Regions from separate parts of the Mus musculus genome. Here region 1 is linked to region 2. A link is a contact called in public HiChIP or PLAC-seq data. All regions are on one chromosome and are shown on one strand. Each heading gives the region's core, a stretch centred on a gene start, on an enhancer-like site or on the middle of the called end of the contact. The rest is flanking DNA. Distances are from core to core; before and after follow the strand shown. Region 1 overlaps Ica1 (islet cell autoantigen 1). Region 2 overlaps Umad1 (UMAP1-MVP12 associated (UMA) domain containing 1).

Evidence for each region. HiChIP or PLAC-seq counts read pairs in DNA pulled down with a chosen protein or histone mark.
Region 1: a contact with region 2 is called in an H3K4me3 HiChIP or PLAC-seq map of bone marrow-derived macrophages, with 6 times the contacts expected there. The contact joins two enhancer-like sites. A contact is called at or near these places in 3 of 15 datasets of contacts at CTCF or cohesin (the NIH/3T3 cell line, large pre-B cells and pro-B cells), 6 of 484 Hi-C or Micro-C datasets (B cells, the G1E-ER4 cell line, the HPC-5 cell line and 3 more), 4 of 115 datasets of contacts at active chromatin or transcription factors (CD8 T cells, bone marrow-derived macrophages, embryonic stem cells and 1 more) and 2 of 9 other capture datasets (adipose tissue and liver).

The regions. Positions count from the first base shown.
Region 1 is chr6:8,743,105-8,745,804 of GRCm38.p6, forward strand. All of the region lies in intron 4 of Ica1 (islet cell autoantigen 1), which reads right to left. Among named protein-coding and RNA genes, the nearest start is that of Ica1, 34 kb to the right of the region's middle. Within about 2 kb of position 1,442, at least 19 of the 459 cell types and tissues checked have an H3K27ac peak or open chromatin away from gene starts, as enhancers often do. A contact at or near this core is called in B cells and bone marrow-derived macrophages, where this site is marked.
Region 2 is chr6:8,338,384-8,341,083 of GRCm38.p6, forward strand. The region is part of intron 2 of Umad1 (UMAP1-MVP12 associated (UMA) domain containing 1); the gene reads left to right. The region is part of intron 2 of Gm46952 (a long non-coding RNA gene); the gene reads right to left. Among named protein-coding and RNA genes, the nearest start is that of Gm46952, 5.8 kb to the right of the region's middle. Within about 2 kb of position 1,253, at least 20 of the 459 cell types and tissues checked have an H3K27ac peak or open chromatin away from gene starts, as enhancers often do. A contact at or near this core is called in B cells and bone marrow-derived macrophages, where this site is marked.

The DNA of each region.
Region 1 (2,700 bases), core at 192-2,691, 400 kb after region 2:
ACCGTGAGGAGTACTACTGAGTGCACTCTCAGGAGGTAACAAAGGAGTCACAAAAATGATCAGAGCCATTATTTATAATAGCAACAATTTTTCTTTTCTAGAAACTGATTCAATATAACCCGAACATCCATGAAACCGCCAGAAAGGACCCCAAACATCCACCATCGTCAGAGCCACAAACACAGAAGTGTGCGGGCTTGCAACACAAGCACTCTACCATTGAGCTACATCACTGGTACCGTGTACGGTGTATGCGCACTAGTCACTGAGGCCAGAGAAGAAGTTCTTCCAGTTTGTGCCTTACTTCCTTGAGACAAATCTCTTAGTAAATATGGAGCAAGGCTAGAGGTTAGAAAGGCCCAGAAATCCTCTCAATCCTCCCTCCTCACCTCTCCCAATCTAGCCAGCTGTAGGGTAACAGGTAACATGGACCATACCCAGCTTTCTGAGTCCTGGAATCTGAACTGAAGTCCTCTTATTAATTTATTTTCATGCTTTGCTTGCAAAGCAATTGTTTTTTACTCACAGAACCGTATTTTTAGTCCTATCCTCAACTTCCCAATCCTTTGGCCTCTACCTCCTACATGCTGAGGATACAGGTGTGTATTCGTATATCATCTGTGTCTATAACCACATCTGAAGTGTCACTAGAATTCTTGTCCATTTTACACCATGCAACAGATCTGGTACAAGGGGGTTTATCTGGGGGAAGTGATGTAGCCCCTGATCATAACTCATGTCCTGCAGCCAGTTCTTCACACACTGTATATGCAGCATACTCAATAAAACTGTTTTCCACTGTGATCTGAAGGTTGAATTATTTCACTAACCCATCAGGCTCCCTACTCTTCAAATTGTACCCCATTATTAGTATCAATCTCTCCAACAACTACACAAAGTTGGATAGGAACCACAAGTCTAAAGAACTCACTGCTGCTTGCCTACATGTGACTACAGTTCTTGCGCTGCAGCAGAAAGTCCTGTGGCAGGAGGAAGGGTTTTTGGAACCCATTTAAAAAAATGAGATAACCAATGTCTCTTTTCATACTTCTCTCTCAAGATCCAAATTCTCAAAGCCTGTTGTGATGAGGCATGCTTATAATCCCAGAGCTCAGGAGGTAGAGGCTTGAGAGACTGAGGTCAGTCAAGGCTACAGAGAAGAGATCTGGTCTCAAAAATAATCAAAACCAAAGCCAAACAAACTACCACCATGATTAACAACAAACAAAAACAACCAAATAAATAAAGTTCACAGAACCACAGATCCAAGCCCAGCTAAAGGCTTCCTCTGGCTGAGACATGGTCAGTCCCAATTTTTTTTTCTGGACAGCAGTGCCCTTTGGGCTCATGAATTAGCCCTTGGCACAGTTGGGTGGCTGTCAGGGTGTGTGAGCATGGGCCTGTGTCTGTCTGTACCATGAGACTCTTCCTTCTTTGGCTTTTCTTTTTGTCCAGAAGAGCAGAAAACCATATTTTCGTGGCACTAACTGAATGTGAAACTGCACTAGCTTTAACTTCTGCATTTTTTTGTTACTGCACACCGTATTTCATTTTAAATGCTTGTTTCATATCCATGCCATATCTATAAGATTTCCTTTTCAATGCTATATGTATTTCTCTTCATTGACTAATACGAGGTGCTTCCAATTCAACCAACAACCTTTCGCTTTCTATGGAAAGTAACATCCCATTTTTAGCTTCTAACAGCAGCTGGCTACTGTGACTTAAAAACAAAACAAAGCAAAACACCCTTAAAGACTCAAGTCACATACAAACAAACACATTTAACTTTAGGCCCAAAGAAATCAATCCAGAATACTAATACACACTTGGTGACACATGTCTTTCCCAAATAATCTAAGTAGATTGAAGCATCCTGGAATAATTTTTGGTCATTTCACACACTGAAGGATTAAACTGGTGGCAAACAGGCCTCGTTTCCTGTGCTGCTTCTGATTAATTGGCAGTGCTTTGCAGGGACCTTGAGCTCCGTCAGAGTCAAGGTTGACGATGGTCATTCTCACGCAACATTTATATTAGATAATTCAAAGTCTCCACTCGTTCAAAAGGTCCAATTAACTGGATCGTAAGATTTCACATAAACCCCACTTACATTCACTTGCCGATTATATTTTTAGATGTGTCCTTTAAAGATAAGGAAGCAACAGAAGAGCTAGGAAACCAGGCTCTCAAACAGTCTTAATCAACTCTGCGTTTGTTTACAACTAATGCAGTCATGATGAAGACGACATAGGTTGTCCCCACCCCTCACATTCAAGTAGCAGGAGATAGAAAATGAAGCACACATAATCACAGACACAAGACACAGAAGGAAAAATGCCAGAGAAACTGAGTAGGACAGAGACTGCTTTAGAGTGGATAGCCAGGGAAGGCTGCAGTAGCAGCCAAGTTCTGAATGGCAGAGTGAGGCACTCTTAGTATCATTAGGGCACGGACGTTCCAAGCAGTAGAAACAGAGTGCAGCCAGGCAGTGGTGGCTCACGCCTTTAATCCCAGCACTCGGGAGGCAGAGGCAGGCAGATTTCTGAGTTCCAGGTCTGGTCTACAAAGTGAGTTCCAGGACAGCCAGGGCTATAAAGAGAAACCCTGTCTCAAAAAACAAACAAACAAACAGAGTACAAAAGACCTCTTATAGCCGGGGCGGAGGAGTGGAGGGGCAGGGGGCAAAACAAATGGGCC
Region 2 (2,700 bases), core at 3-2,502:
TAATGGATGGCTGTGAGCATCCACTTCTGTATTTGTCAGGCACTGGCAGAGCCTCTTATGAGATAGCTATATCAGGCTCCTGTCAGCAAGCACTTATTGGCATCCATAATAGTGTCTGATGACTGTATATGGGATGGATCCCAATGTGCGGCAGTCTCTGCATGGTCCCTCCTTCAGTCTCTGCTCCATACTTTGTTTCTGTATCTCCTCCCATGGGTATTTCATTCCCCATTCTAAGAAGGACCGAAACATCCATACTTTGGTCTTCCTTCTCCTTGAGCTTCATGTGGTCTGTGAATTGTATCTTGGGTATCCCAAGCTTCTGGGCTAATATCCACTTATCAGTGAGTGCATACCTAGTGTGTGTTTTTCTGTGACTGGGTTACCTCACTCAGGATGATATTTTCTAATTCCATCCATTTACCTAAGAATTTCATGAATTCATTGTTTTTAATAGCTGAGTAGTACTCCATTGTGTAAATGTACCACATTTTCTGTATCCATTCCTCTGTTGAGGGACATATGGGTTCTTCCCAGCTTCTAGCTATTAAAAGTAAGGCTACTATGCATATAGTGAAATATGTTCCTTATTACATGTTGGAGCATCTTCTGGGTATATGCCCAGGAGTGGTATAGCTGGGTTCTCAAGTAGTACTATGTCCAATTTAATGAGGAATTACCAAACTGATTTCCAGAGTGGTTGTACCAGCTTGCAATCCCACCAGCAATGGAGGAGTGTTCCTCTTTCTCCACATCCTTGCCAGCATCTGCTGTCACCTGAATTTTTGATCTTAGCCATTCTGACTGGTATGAGATGGAATCTCAGGGTTGTTTTGATTTGCATTTCCCTGATGACTAAGGATGTTGGACATTTCTTTAGGAGTCTTGCCTTTTTTAACTATTTTTTTATGTTCCTTTCTAGAGCAACTTCTGATTCATAACTATTTATTAGTCATATAGTATTGTTTTCTATTTCTGTAGTCTTTATACAGCTTCAAAGTTGTTTATTTTAAATATGTAAGACCATGTCATTTCTGTGCTCAAAACCCCAAAGTAGCCCTAAATCCATCTCAGAATTAAACCCCAACTCTTAGAGTAATGAGTTCTTTTACTTCGCTGACATTCTGCTCTGTTCGGGGTGGATAGGCATCGGTTCACCTGCGATGTTTCATTTTTTTAAAAACCTGCACTGTCACCAGTAAAGTTGTATTTCTGCTTATAAAATTTAAAGTCTTCTTTAGTTCCTCATTTCCCTGCCAATCACTAGCTCCCTTTACAGTAAGGTCATTCTGCGTTTCCTCACTAACAGCCTTCACTGAGGTAACAGAAACCTTGTTAAAAAAAGAAAACTGGAGGCTCTCTGTAGTCAGCAGCATTGAAGGAAGAGAACTCTCTCATGGTTGATAGCTCTCATAAGAATCTGGTCCTTCGTAGGCTGGTGAGATGCTCAGAGTATAAGTGTGTTTACCCCAGGCCCCACTATCTAAAGTCATCAACTGGATTCACATGGGGACAAGAGAGAATTGCCTCCCTCCTATTATCTCGTGACCTCCTGACCATGGGCACTACCACAAATGCATGCAAAGTGACCCACACTCACAAAAACAATTTGGTTCTTCCTTAGTGCTAGGTGGGATTTCAGCATTCAAGTCTGAATACTCTTTTTCACATTTTAATCAGTGTGCAAAAAGGTGAAAAATCTGTCTTCTTTCTCTCCATGCATCTCGCTACAGTCTAGCATATGCCAGGAAAGGAAAAGGCTTTCGTATTGGCAAACAGATTCCAAGATGATTTCTAAGCCTATTAAAAGAAACTTTTTTTCAGAAGAAATATTTTTTTAAAAATTAGAGTGATAAAAGATAAGAAATTACCTCTAAACTAAATAATGGTAACCAAAATGTATTCGTTAAGTGTGTATATAATGTTAATTTCTCACTGCACTTAGACCTGTTCATACTTTAAGAATACAGCATTTCAGAGGACTTAGGGCTATTTGAAAGCCAATGTGACTATGAGGCAAGGTACAGGAATAGTTATATATGTGTATACTAGCAAATGTAACTGGATAGATGGAGTAAGAGAACAAGTTAAAAATAGACATCCTTTAATTTTCAAGTAAGTAGTATTTGTTAGAACTTGTGGCTCTGGAGCTGGTGACTAGTGACATCAAAGAAGTTATGTAGAAACTAAGTTATATGTAGTGCTATTAGAGAAGCAGGGGCTACCAAACTTGTTGATAGGATGCAGTAGTACCCATTAGGTTGAAGATAATTACTGAGAAATGAAAAAGTAGTTCTGTGTGTGGGAGTTCAGACAAGTGACAAAACTGTCTAGAAATTCCAGGATTTTTAGGCTGAAATTTTAATGTAATCATAAATGAGGACACACTGATCTATTCCTGTGGATTTACTTAAAAAAGAGCTTGTCGAGGCTAGCCTGGTCTACAAAGTGAGTTCCAGGACAGCCAGGGCTATACTCTGTGTCGGAAAAAAAAAAAAAAGAGCTTGTCATCATGTTCAGGGACACTAAGAATTAAAGTGAGTGACCTGGGTAATGTGTGAGATTATTGATGACAATGCTGGATGGAAACCTAGTTCAGTCTTGGTTTGAATGAAAAGAAACCTCAGTCACTCCCTAGAACCAGTCCTTAAGAGGGACTGATTTAGACAGTGCTAAGGTTCTTCCAATGCCCCAGGATAT